Linked DNA regions of Danio rerio: region 2 is linked to region 1. The links are chromatin contacts, called in public Micro-C maps. All regions are on one chromosome and are shown on one strand. The core of a region is the stretch at or near the end of the contact, and the rest is flanking DNA. Distances in the headings are between cores, read along the strand shown. Region 1 holds the start of coa3a (cytochrome C oxidase assembly factor 3a). Region 2 holds the start of wnk4a (WNK lysine deficient protein kinase 4a).

Region 1 (6,943 bases), core at 1,779-4,278:
CTGAACAATATCTGCCTATATCTGAGTTATTTGTTTATTTTTATCATTTTATCAACAACACAAATAAACAAAATAAATGGAAACACTATAAAATAATGCAGTAATGTTAGTTAATCCTTTAACTACGCCACCAAGAAAAAAAAATGTTTGAATTGCATTTCTTAGCTCCTTATGTTGCTACACTTCACCGGTTTATGGTAAAAGTACTGGAATTTATACATATACTGTGAAAAATATGAAGATATGAAGTTTAAGACCAATATTTTGAGTACTAAATCAGCTCTATTTTTTAAAGTATGCCATAAAATATTTAAGATTTTCATTTAAAATGCTTTCTTGTTTTTTTTTTTTTTTACAATAAAACCAAAACCAAGTGTAGTAGTGCAACTGCCTGTTTGATTTTTTTAGTAAACCAACAATAATGTGTGTAAACAATTACTTAAAACATTCATTCATTCATTTTCTTTTCGGCTTAGTCCCTTTATTAATCCGGGGTAGCCACAGCGGAATGAACCGCCAACTTCTCCAGCACATATTTTACACAGAGGATGCCCTTCCAGCTGCAACCCAACTCTGGGAAACATCCACACACACTCATTAACACTCATACACTACAGACAATTTAGCCTACCCAATTCACCTGTACCACATGTGTTTGGACTGTGGGGGAAACCCACGCGAACGCAGGGAGAACATGCAAACTCCACACAGAGCCGAGGCTCGAACCACCGACCTTCTTGTTGTGAGTCGACAGCAATACCTACAAACTAATTCTAACGAAAACTTTATATTTTAATAATGCATTAATGCTGAACTGTACTACAGGGGCGCCTCCAAGGGGTGGCCAGGGGTGGCCACGGCCACCCCTCGGTAAACTCTGGCCACCCCTGTGGCCACCCCTTTGGCCACCCCAATATAATTTTGCGGTTGACATTATTGATTTAAATGAACTTATAAATTCCCAATATTTAGATAAATAAATAAATAAATAAATAAAATGCAGTCACTAAATTATTGTTGGTGTTACTGACGTAGCTCTCCCCCTCTGGTTCAATGCTGGTGAAAGCAAACTGACGCATGCGCGCGGAAAACCATTCTCGCGTGCCTCACGCACTCCTGTGTGAATCCCGGTTGGTTGTTTGCATGCACGCCGACATAATAGGCACCGCTCATGCGCCGTGAAACCGGAGTAACAGCCTTTTGTGTAGAAGTGTCGGCACGCAGCGAGTTTTGAAAGTCGGTTAAAGTTTATATAATATGATGATGATGATGATGTTACTTTCACTAAGCATGCCTTTAAAGCAGAAAGGAGGGATAATGAGTCAGGGAGGTAAGACTTCATAACATGATTTATCAGCCATGATCTGGTCTAAGACCACAGATAATTCTATAATACATTTTTTGTATTCTTTAGAATTGTCATAATTAATTTTCATGCAAAAGGTTTCTTAAGTGATCTTGGCATATCACTCCAGTTGTTGTTTTCCAGTAATATTTAGGACTGATTTCTGTTATTTATTCAGAATATTAATTGTATATTAATATTAATTGTATTTATTTAGAATAAATATAAATAAATTGTTATATTTATTGAATAACAAATCTAACAATTCAAGAGAGGTGGGGGTGTATAGGGTGGTTCGCCCAGGGTGTCATTTAAACTAGAACCACCACTACCCTCCCCGATCGTCCTTGACAGCACGCACACACCTTCAATAGACAGCAATGGCAATTTAATATTTACCTTAAGCTACAGTATATCAATAGAAGAAGCTGCATTAATAAAATGGTTCAAAAAGCAATATGGATAAATAATATTATTAGGTATAGTGAGTGTGTATAGTAATGCCTTTTGTTCAGTTTGTTCATTTGTTTGGGTAATTAATAAACTCATTATTCTTTCATTCATTTTCTTTTCGGCTTAGTCCCTTTATTAATCCAGGGTCACCACAGCAGAATGAACCGCCAACTTATCTAGCACATTTTTACACAGCGGATGCCCTTCCAGCTGCAACCCATCACTGGGAATAATGAACTCATTAATCTTCATTAATTTTAGACATGGCATATCTCGTATGATGTACAATAAAGGCACGTAAAAAAAGAAGTTATTTATACAGTATATGAAAAGTGTTTTTAAACTAAACATAGATTTTTATTTGGTTTGCACATGTACTTGCTGAATTATTTCAAAGAATGAATTGCAATATTTCAAGTAGAATTAATTAAATGAATAAAAACTACATTATTTCATTTACCAGAAACAAAAATATAACATTACACTGAATTCATTATTTTTTTTGTGTGCCACCCCAAGATTTGGTGTGGCCTCTTCTGGCCACCCCTAAGAAAATTTTCTGGGGGCGCCACTGCTGTACTATGATTTTTAAAGGCTTTACAAAATGATTAATACTTAGTTGATGTTAGAAAAGACATCAACTAAGGGACCATTGTTCTAAAGTGTTACCAAATAAATAGTTAAATTAAAAAATGATTTATATAACATACCCAAATCCACTGCTCATCATCATGACATCAGCACTCTTCACATTGTAAGATCATGTAACTTTCACGCACGTGTAGTAATCTGAATAAACATACCTCACTCATTCATTCACTCACTCACTCACTCACTCACTCACTCATTCATTCACACTAGTGAGAGTAGTAATCACCTCACTGTGTCTCCCAGCAGTAGTAACAGCAGTCAGTGCTGCTGACATAACCTTGTGTAACAGAGGTAACTTAAAGGATACAGATACCGAGCACCACCGCGCCGATAGCGAGTCCTGTCGCCACATTTCTGCCCCGAAGCTTGTCTGTTTTCTTCTTCCACTGCGCCATTTCCACCTGCCGGATGAACTGCAGCTGTTCTTTGGTCAGGGCTTCTTTTGTCGGGTCAATTCTCTTGGCAAACTGGGCTTCGGGTTTGGGCTCCCCTTGACTACTCTTGTCTGCCATGTTTGAGGCGCTGCTGTCTGACGTAACGCAGGGCTATTTTGCACGTCAATGATGCGCCGCATTTGCGCAACTCTACAAATATAAAGACTTGGCATTTCTTCTTCCCACATAGATATAACATAACAACAGCAATAATAATAATAATAATAATAATTTTTAAATAACAATTATATATATATATATATATATATATATATATATATATATATATATATATATATATATATATATATATATATATATATATAAATAACAAAAAAGATTAATTAACAGATAAAAAAGAGTTACTTTAAATAATAAATAAATAAATAATCTATAAATAAATCCATATATTCCTGCATAAATCAAACAATACATAATAACTTTCTAAATAAATAAATGAGGAAATAAATCCATAAATTCATGCATAAATATGCAAATAAATAAATATGCAAAAATAAATTAACAAGTAAATAAATCCGTAAATTCCAGCATAAATCAAACAATAAATAAATAACTATCAAAATAAATAAATCAGTAAATAAATCTATAAATTCATGCATAAATATGCAAATAAATAAATAAATAAATAAAGATGCAAAAATAAAAAACAAGTAAATAAATCCATAAAGTACTGCATAAACAAAACAATAAATAAATGAATGTCAAAATAAATAAATAAATGAGTAAATATAGGGGATGCTGCACACTGGTGGTGGTGTGGAGAGACCCTCCTCATGATTGTGAAGCACTTTGGGTGTTTGGCCATACACAATAAATGCGCTATATAAATACCAAATATACATTACATTACATGACATGACATTACATAAATAAATTCATAAATCCATGTATAAATATGCAAATAAATAAATAAACAAACAAGTAAACAAATCTATAAATTCCTGCATAAATTAAACAATAAATAAATAATTAAACACGCAAATAATAAAAAATCCATAAATTCCTGCATAAATAAAACAATAAATAAATAAACAAACAAACAAATATGCAAATAAATAAATAAATAAAATCCCCAAATTTCTGCATAAATTAAACAATAGATAAATAGGCAAATAAATAAGTAAATAAATCAATAAAATAAATACATATGCACAACATATATATAAACACATCCTGCAAAAATAAATATTATTCCACCAACATGTATTTTATTAATCTGCCCGCACTATTAATTATTTATATTTTTATTTATGCAGAAATTTGTAGATGTATATTTATTTATGGTTATTATGGTTTTATTTATACAGGAACTTGTAGATCTATTTATTTATTCATTTATTTATTTACGTATTTATTTAATTATGCTTTTTAATGCAGAAATTTGCGTATTTATTTATTTATTCATTCATTTATTTATTTGGGCATTTATTTATTTAGGCAGGAATTTGTGGACTCCATTCATTTATTTAGTTGCGTATTTAGGCCTATGTATGTATTTATTAATTTATCGTTTTATTTAAGCTGGAATTTGAGGATTTATTTATTTATTTATTGTTTTTGCGGGTTTCGTCCTCCATAATCACAGTCATTATGCTAATTAATTTATGATTTTTGAAAACTAAACCTGTTTAATTTAACCTTTTCTAAAATATATTATTTATATTGCCAAGTTATTAAGTATTAAAGTGACATGCTGCAAAGTAAAATATTTTGACAGTATTTAAACCTCTCTTGGTGATAACGGAAGAATCGGGCTGCTTCTGCGTTAAAGGCGCCCCCTGCAGGTCGGAAAGCGGTTTCAAGCGATTACTTTTGAGTGACAATCGATTAATCTTTCGAAAGAAATGGCAAAAAATACCATGTTTTCATTCCCCACTAGAGACCAGAGAAACCTCAGCTTTGGAGAGGTGTCTTTAGACATTTTAACCGACATTCTGTCCAACCTCAACAACAAAAACAAATCCAATTTGGAGAAGGTGTCAAATATGTGTGGCTGTCTGAAAGAAAGGAGAATAGTAGGTGAGTGTTTGTTTGCCTCAAATTATAGATAATGATGTGATATTTTCAGAATCTCCTGTAAAATACAGTACTTGTTACTATACTATGGTAATTATAGTGTCAAATGACACTAACGTGTCGATCTGTAGTTAAGTTTTGTGGTAAGTTTGTAAGGCCAAGACTCGCTTTACATACAGAAATTTCCCCATAACTGATTGATATATAATCTGTTATTGATTCATGTGCTAGATATCCAAACGTACAAAAACGATAAACACATACTTCCTGAAAGGTTTGCCATAAAAAGGCAATGACACAATTCAATTAGGATAACCCCATCTCATTTCAAGAGGTCCCATAAGATCATGAAAAAAACCCCATATATATATATATATATATATATATATATATATATATATATATATATATATATATATATATATATATATATATATATATATATATATATATGAGCAATTCCAGCGTTATGGATGTGACATTTGCAGTAAAAACTCAAAACATAATTTCACACAGAAAGTATATGTTGACATTGTAACGAAACTTCTGTTTATATTTTCCAAAATAGCTCACCACAGAGTTCTGGTAGCAGAAAAATATCAATATGTAAACATGTTTTATATTTTAAATTAGGAAAATAAACATGCGTTATGGATGTGACAAAAAAAGTTTGCGAATTTACAATGGACAACAGATTATTTAGAAATTCTGACAGTTAAACTGCACAACTCAAAAGAAACAATGCTCATCAAACAGGTATGAATCGGCTCACTTTAGAATTATAATGATTGATTTTATTTTATTTGACATTTTTGCATTTATGAAGAAAAAGTGTCGTTATGGATGTGACACATTTCCCTTATGGATGTGACAGCTGTGAAATAGCCACTTGTGTGATTTTGGCAAATTAAATATAATAGTTTGAAATACTGACAGATACATTTACGAGTATTTTTACAGTACTGTAAAATACTTGCTAACACAAAAAATGTAGAAACGGTTTGTCTATTTTGGTGAAAACTAAATTATTTTTTATGGCAATGGTTGACATTTGCATGGAATTGCCCATATATATATATATATATATATATATATATATATATATATATATATATATATATATATATATATATATATATATATAACATAATTACAAAACATAACTAACAAACACCATAAATAACTGAATGTGGAATATAAATGTGTTTTTGTCTTCATTTAAACGTAATACACACTGCAAAAAATGCTTTTCTACTTAGATTTTTTGTCTTGTTTCTAGTCCAAATATCTACAAATGTTTAAATCCTGAAGCATTTTCTAGACAAGCAAAACATATTGTCTTGTTTTAAGAAATAATATGCCAAAATGAAGTGAGTTTTTCTTCAAATCAAGCAAAATAATCTGCCAATGGGGTAAGCAAAATAATCTTATCACAAATCGAAAAACAAGATTATTTTGCTCACCCCATTGGCAGATTATTTTGCTTGATTTGAAGAAAAACTCGCTTCATTTTGGCATATTATTTCTTAAAACAAGACAATATGTTTTGCTTGTCTAGAAAATGCTTCAGGATTTAAACATTTGTGGATATTTGGACTAGAAACAAGACAAAAAATCTAAGTAAGAAAAGCATTTTTTGCAGTGCATTAAAATAGACAATACGTTTGGTGCATTCTCCACTAATTCAATAAAGTTATTGTTTATTAGTAATCAAAATTTAGTGTTGTGATCTTGTTTTAAAAAGAAGTAGATTTGCATTCAAACCTACAACAAATTAGACTTAGGCCCTTACTGTATGTAAATTAATCACGGTTTTACTGCAAAAAAAAAATCCAAACAAATTATTGTTGTTGTATACCATGGTAACCCCTAGTAAAACATGGTTCTTTACACTAATCACAGTACTCATTGCCTTTATGGTAAGACTGTGGTTATATCAGTGGCAATCAATACACCACAAAATCTCGATTACTTCACATTTACTATAGTAAATTTATGGTTGTATACTATGTCAAGCCCTACC
Region 2 (6,626 bases), core at 1,060-3,559, 140 kb before region 1:
GTAAAAAATAAAATACTTCATAAAATTTACTTTACACGTATAAATAAAATGCTGCTTAATTGTTCATAAACATTTGGAATTCATAATTTATTTTCTTATGAAAAGCTTAAGTTTATTTATTTTTTTATTATCTAAAATAATAATTGGGCATCGCAGTGGCGCAATGGGTAGTGCTGTGGCTTCACAGCAAGAAGGTCGCTGGTTCAACTCCTGGCTGGGCCATTTGGCATGTGGAGTTTGACATGTTTTTTTAAAGTACTGAAACAATAAACAAAATAAGAGATACATAAATACATAAAAATGAATAAATGAAATTTCAGTTGTTATTAAACACCTTAGATAAAAAGAAAAAATATTTAAGCTTAATGTGATGACTGTGTCAGAATTGGCATTAATAAGCTGAATAAACTTATAGAAAATGAAGGCAACAGCTCATATTAAATCATTATTTCAATTTAGTGCCCTATATTTCATAATTTTAAGTTAGTAAATGATCATTTAAGCTTTTAAAGTCGACTAAACTAGTTCATGTCCAAGTTTTATCTTTGAGTCTGTTACAATTTCAACTTTTTAATCTTAATATTGACTTTAAATCTCATAATTTATTATTTTTATAGACATAATTTCTATTGAGTACATCATGAATTCAATTTAGTACTTTATCATAATTTCGAGGAAGTTAAGTCATCATTTTTCAAGGAATGCTTATGACTTAACTATGTAATATTTACATTTTTTTATGCTTGATTTTTTTTCTTTCTTCTTCATACTTGTTTTTCTTTTCTTTCTTTTTTACGTTTGCATTTTCAAAACATAACAATTTAGGCCAAACTTTACTATAACATTAAATAAATAAAAGCCATATAGTTATTCCAAAAAGAATCACAATAAATCAAATTTAATAATTGACCAAAAAACAGACATGAATGGGTGAACTGTCGCTTTAATGATCACAGTGCAGCCCTAAATACTCATTAATAGAAGTTTTGACCACTTAAAATCTAATAAAATTTAAGATATTGACTAATTTCTGGTGAGTTAAGTCATAAGGTATGATTATGACTTTGATTTTGTTTTGTCTTTATATTTGATCTCTTAATACTTCTTTTTCTTTCTTTCTTTTTCTTTTTTTATTTGCATTTCCAAGACATAACAATTTAGGCCAAACTTTACTAAAATTCCACTAAAATCTTTCGCAGACTAAGAAATGCCCAACATTAAATGGATAAAAGCCATATAATTATTCCAAAAAGAATCATAATAAATCAAAATAAAATGAATGACCAAAAAACAGACATGAATGGGTGAGCTGTCGCTTTAATGATCACAGTGCAGCCCTAAAATACTCAATAATAGAAGTTTTAACCACTTAAAATCTAATAAATTGTAAGATAATCACTTGAAAACAGACATGAATGGGTGATCTATTACTATAAGGATCCCCATGCCACCCTAAAATACTCAATAATAGAAGTTTTATTCACTTAAAATCTAATACAAATCAAGTTAATCACTTGAAAACAGACATGAATGGTTGAACTATTGCTATAATGATCACAGTGCAACTCTAAAATACTCAATAATAGAAGTTTTAACCACTTAAAATCTAATAAAATGTAAGATAATCACTTGAAAACAGACATGAATGGGTGATCTATTACTATAAGGATCCCCATGCCACCCTAAAATACTCAATAATAGAAGTTTTATTCACTTAAAATCTAATACAAATCAAGTTAATCACTTGAAAACAGACATGAATGGTTGAACTATTGCTATGATGATCACAGTGCAACTCTAAAATACTCAAAAATAGAAGTTTTAACCACTTAAAATCTAATAAAATGTAAGATTAACACTTGAAAACAGACATGAATGGGTGAATGATCACTTTGAGGATCACAGTGCAGCCCTAAAATACTCATTAACAGAGGTTTTAACCACCTAAAATCTAATAACATTTACATTGCATGCTGGCATTCATTCCATACTAATTGCATTTTTAACTAATTACAATTATAGCTGTTGACAAGCGAATTTCTCGGACCAACGATCCGGTTCAAGTGAATCATTAAAATGTTCCGACTCGAATCGAACGACTCGATGACGGACACGGCAAGCGGAAAATCTCACAGATCCTCATAAAATAGATTGCCACAACATAACATTCTCAAACCACAAGCCGTTGTGATGTGACGGGACAGAGAGATGCAGATGTACTCAGTGAAACTCAACCCCGCGGGACTCAGGTGAAGGAGGAGTCACATAACCCACTGTGCTGGAGAGCCGACGTGCACGCGCGCTCTGCAGAAACACTCAGCAGGAGCCAGGGACATGTGCAGCTCCAGCGCGGGAGCACATTTACTTCACAAAATAAGGTATATCTACATTTCTACTCTATGTATAGATTTAAAAAGATGTATACTGTATTTTAGTTGGCAGCTATACTTCTAATTTCACGTAAAGTTTTGCTTTGTGGATAAAAAAGACGCAAGAAAGTGCGTAACGTTACAGATGCTTTACGCTTACCATTGAACTTTACGTGTTGTCATTTAGCAGTCGCGTTTAGCCAAATGAGGAGGTTTTAAGCGATTCAACTGGACTCAGATAAAAGGATTATTTACCCCAAAATGAGATATGACTATTTTTTGATCACCATCAAGTGGATTCTCTTTTCTCTTGAACGCTGAAGAAGATATTTTGAAGAAAGTTGAAAAACGGTAATAGACCTACATACAGGAAAAACAAATACTGTGGAAGTTAATAGTTACAGGTTTCCAGCCTTACTTAAATTATTTCCTTTTTGTGTTCAATAGAAGAAAGAAACCCAAACAAGTTTGAAACAAGAGTGAGAAATACAGACAGAATTTATTGCCTTGTCCTACTGTCAAGTAAGTAAATGACAGTTTCGGCTTTTAAAGTCAGCTTAACTAGCCTATGTCATAACTTCATCTTTAAGTCTGTTACAATTTCAACATTTATCTCATAATATTGACTTTTAATGTCATAATTCATTAATTTTAAAGACATAATTTCGATTGAGTACACCATGCGTTTAATTTAGTACCCTTATGTCATAATTTTGAGAGTTAAGTCATCGTTTTTAAGTGTTCACTTTAAGGTAAACTTTCGCTTTAAAGATCACAGTGTAGCCCTGAAAAACTCTTTAATAGAATATTTTGATCACCTAAAATGTAGTACCAGTTAAGATAATCACTTATTATTTATGACAAGATTATAAGGGTCAGAATAAGTGGGTTTCATTTTTAAAATGATCCATCCTGCTTAAATGATTTAGCTTCTTCTTTTTTTTTTTTTTTTTACTTGAAAATAGGCATGAATGGGTGAATTATCACTTTAAGGATCACAGTGCAGCCCTAAACTACTCATTAATAGAGGTTTTAATCACTTAAAATGTTATAAAATTTAAGATATTCACTTAAAAACAGACATGAATGAGTGAACTGTTGCTTTAAGGATCACAGTACAGCCCTAAAATACTCCTTAATAGAAGTTTAACCACTTAAAATCTATATTTAAGATAAACACTTATTAGTTATGTCAGAATTAAATGTCGTAACAAGTATGTTTATTTTTTAATATAATAATTTATGATAATCACTTGAAAACAGAGATGAATGGGTGAACTGTTGCAGCAAAATACTCATTAATAGAAGTTTTAACCACTGAAAATCTAATAAATTGTAAGATATTCATTTGAAAACAGACATGAATGGGTGAACTATCGCTTTAAGGATCACCATGCCACCCTAAAATACTCATTAATAGTTTTCAATCTCTTAAAATCGAATTAAATGTAAGATAATCGCTTGAAAACAGACATGAATGGGTGAACCATCGCTTTAAGGATCACAATGCAGCCCTAAAATACTCCTTAGTAGAAGATTTAATCACTAAAAATTAGTACCATTTAAGATAGTCGCTTATTATTTATGTAAAGAATATAAATGTCAGAATAAGTATGTTTCAATTATAAAAGTATATATTCTGCTTGAATGATTTTACCTTTTTTGCCTTTTTTATTTTTTATTTTACATGAAAACAGACATTTAATCACTTGAAATGTTATACATTTAAGATGGTCATTTGAAAACAGACATGAATGGGTGAGCTGTTGCTTTAAGGATCAAAGTGCAGCCTTAAACTCATTTCTAGAAGTTTTAACCACTTAAAATCTTTATCTTAAACCTCTTAATCTTTAAATGTCAGATAATCGCTTGAAAACAGACAGCATAGTGCAGCACTAAAACACTCATTAATAGTTTTTATTGACTTAAAATCAAATAAAATGTGAGATAATCACTTAAAAACAGACATGAATGGGTGAACATCGCTATAAGGATCACAGTGCAGCCCTAAAATACTCATTAATAGTTTCCAATCACTTAAAATCTAATAAAATTTAAGATAATCACTTGAAAACAGACATGAATGGGTGAACATCGCTATAAGGATCACAGTTCAGCCCTAAAATACTCATTACTAGTTTTGAGTCACTTAAAATCTAATAAAATGTAAGATAATCACTTTAAAACAGACATGAATGGGTGAACTGTTGCTTTAAGGATCCCAGTGCAGCCCTAAAATACTCATTTCTTGAAGTTTTAACCCTTTTAAATCTAATCAAATTTAAGATAATCACTTAATATTTTATGTCAGAATTTAAATGTCGTATTAAGTATGTTTAATTTTTATTTTAATTGTTTAAGATAATCACTTGAAAACAGACATGAATGTGTGAACTGTTGCTTAAAGGATCACAGTGCAGTCCTAAAATACTCATTAGTAGAAGTTTTAACTACTTAAAATCTAATAAAATTTAAGATATTCACTTGAAAACAGACATGAATGGGCGAACTATCGCTTTAAGGATCACCATGCCACCCTAAAATACTCAATAATAGTTTTCAATCACTTAATATCGAATTAAATGTAAGATAATCCCTTGAAAACAGACATGATAGTGCAGACATCCAGCACTAAAACACTCATTAATAGTTTTTATTGACTTAAAATCTAATTAAATGTAAGATAATCACTTGAAACCAGACATGAATGGGTGAACTGTTGCTTTAAAGATCACAATGCAGCCCTAAAATACTCTTTAATAGAAGTTTTAAACACTTAAAATCTAATTAAATGTAAGATAATCATTTGAAAACAGACATGAATGGGTGAAATGTCGCCTTAAGGATCACAGTACATCCCTAAAATACTTGGAAGTTTTAACCACTTTAAATCTAATAAATTTCAAGATAAACACTTAATATTTTATGTCAGAATTTAAATGTTGTATTAAGTATGTTTAGTTTTTATTTTAATTGTTTAAGATAATCACTTGAAAACAGACATGAATGGGTGAATGGTTGCTTTAATGATCACAGTGCAACCCTAAAATACTCACTAGTAGAAGTTTTAACCACTGAAAATCTAATAAAATGAAAGATAATCACTTGAAAACTGACATGAATGGGTGAACTTTCGCTTTAAGGATCCCCATGCCACCTTAAAATACTCAATAATAGTTTTCAATCACTTAAAATCGAATAAAATTTAAGATAATCACTTGAAAACAGACATGATAGTGCAGACATGCAGCACTTAAACACTTATTAATAGTTTTTATTGACTTAAAATCTAATAAAATGAAAGATAATCACTTGAAAACAGACATGAATGGGTGAACTGTTGCTTTAAAGATCACAATGCAGCCCTAAAATACTCATTTCTTGAAGTTTTAACCCTTTTAAATCTAATAAAATTTAAGATAAACACTTAATATTTTATGTCAGAATTTAAATGTCGTATTAAGTATGTTTAATTTTTATTTTAATTGTTTAAGATAATCACTTGAAAACAGACATGAATGGGTGAACTGTTGCTTAAAGGATCCCCATGCCACCCTAAAATACTCATTAATAGTTTTCAATCACTTAAAATCTTATACAATTTAAGAAAATCACTTGAAAACAGACATGATAGTGCAGACATGCAGCATTAAAACACTTATTAATAATTTTTATTGACTTAAAATCTAATTAAATGTAAGATAATCACTTGAAAACAGACATGAATGGGTGAATGGTTGCTTTAATGATCACAGTGCAACCCTAAAATACTCACTAGTAGAAGTTTTAACCACTGAAAATCTAATAAAATGAAAGATAATCACTTGAAAACAGACATGAATGGGTGAACTATCGCTTTAAGGATCACCATGCCACCCTAAAATACTCAATAATAGTTTTCAATCACTTAAAAACTAATAAAATGTAAGATAATCACTTGAAAACAGACATGAATGGGTGAACTGTTGCTTTAAGGATCACAATGCAACAATGCAGCCCTAAAATACTCATTTCTTGAAGTTTGAACCCTTTTAAATCTAATAAAATTTAAGATAAACACTTAATATTTTAGGTCAGAATTTAAATGTAGTATTAAGTATGTTTAATTTTTATTTTAATTGTTTAAGATAATCACTTGAAAACAGACATGAATGGGTGAACTGTCACCTAAAGGATCACAGTGCAGTCCTAAAATACTCATTAGTAGAAGTTTTAACTACTTAAAATCTAATAAAATTTAAGATATTCACTTGAAAA

The links. A called contact is a pair of places that touch in the nucleus more often than the background predicts.
Region 2: a Micro-C map of caudal fin shows a contact between it and region 1, with 13 times the contacts expected there. The contact joins the promoter of wnk4a here to the promoter of coa3a in region 1. A contact is called at or near these places in 4 of 18 Hi-C or Micro-C datasets (caudal fin, embryo, hematopoietic stem cells and 1 more) and 1 of 4 datasets of contacts at active chromatin or transcription factors (caudal fin).

Annotation. Positions count from the first base shown.
Region 1 is chr12:4,046,862-4,053,804 of GRCz12tu, reverse strand. It overlaps coa3a (cytochrome C oxidase assembly factor 3a), which reads right to left and starts at 3,028. Exons shown (of 2, transcript NM_001114916.2): 1 at 2,757-3,028. The coding sequence starts at 2,961. It overlaps cntd1 (cyclin N-terminal domain containing 1), which reads left to right and starts at 4,653. Exons shown (of 8, transcript XR_012387781.1): 1 at 4,653-4,923.
Region 2 is chr12:4,185,772-4,192,397 of GRCz12tu, reverse strand. wnk4a (WNK lysine deficient protein kinase 4a) reads left to right here and starts at 2,309. Exons shown (of 21, transcript XR_012387779.1): 1 at 2,309-2,378.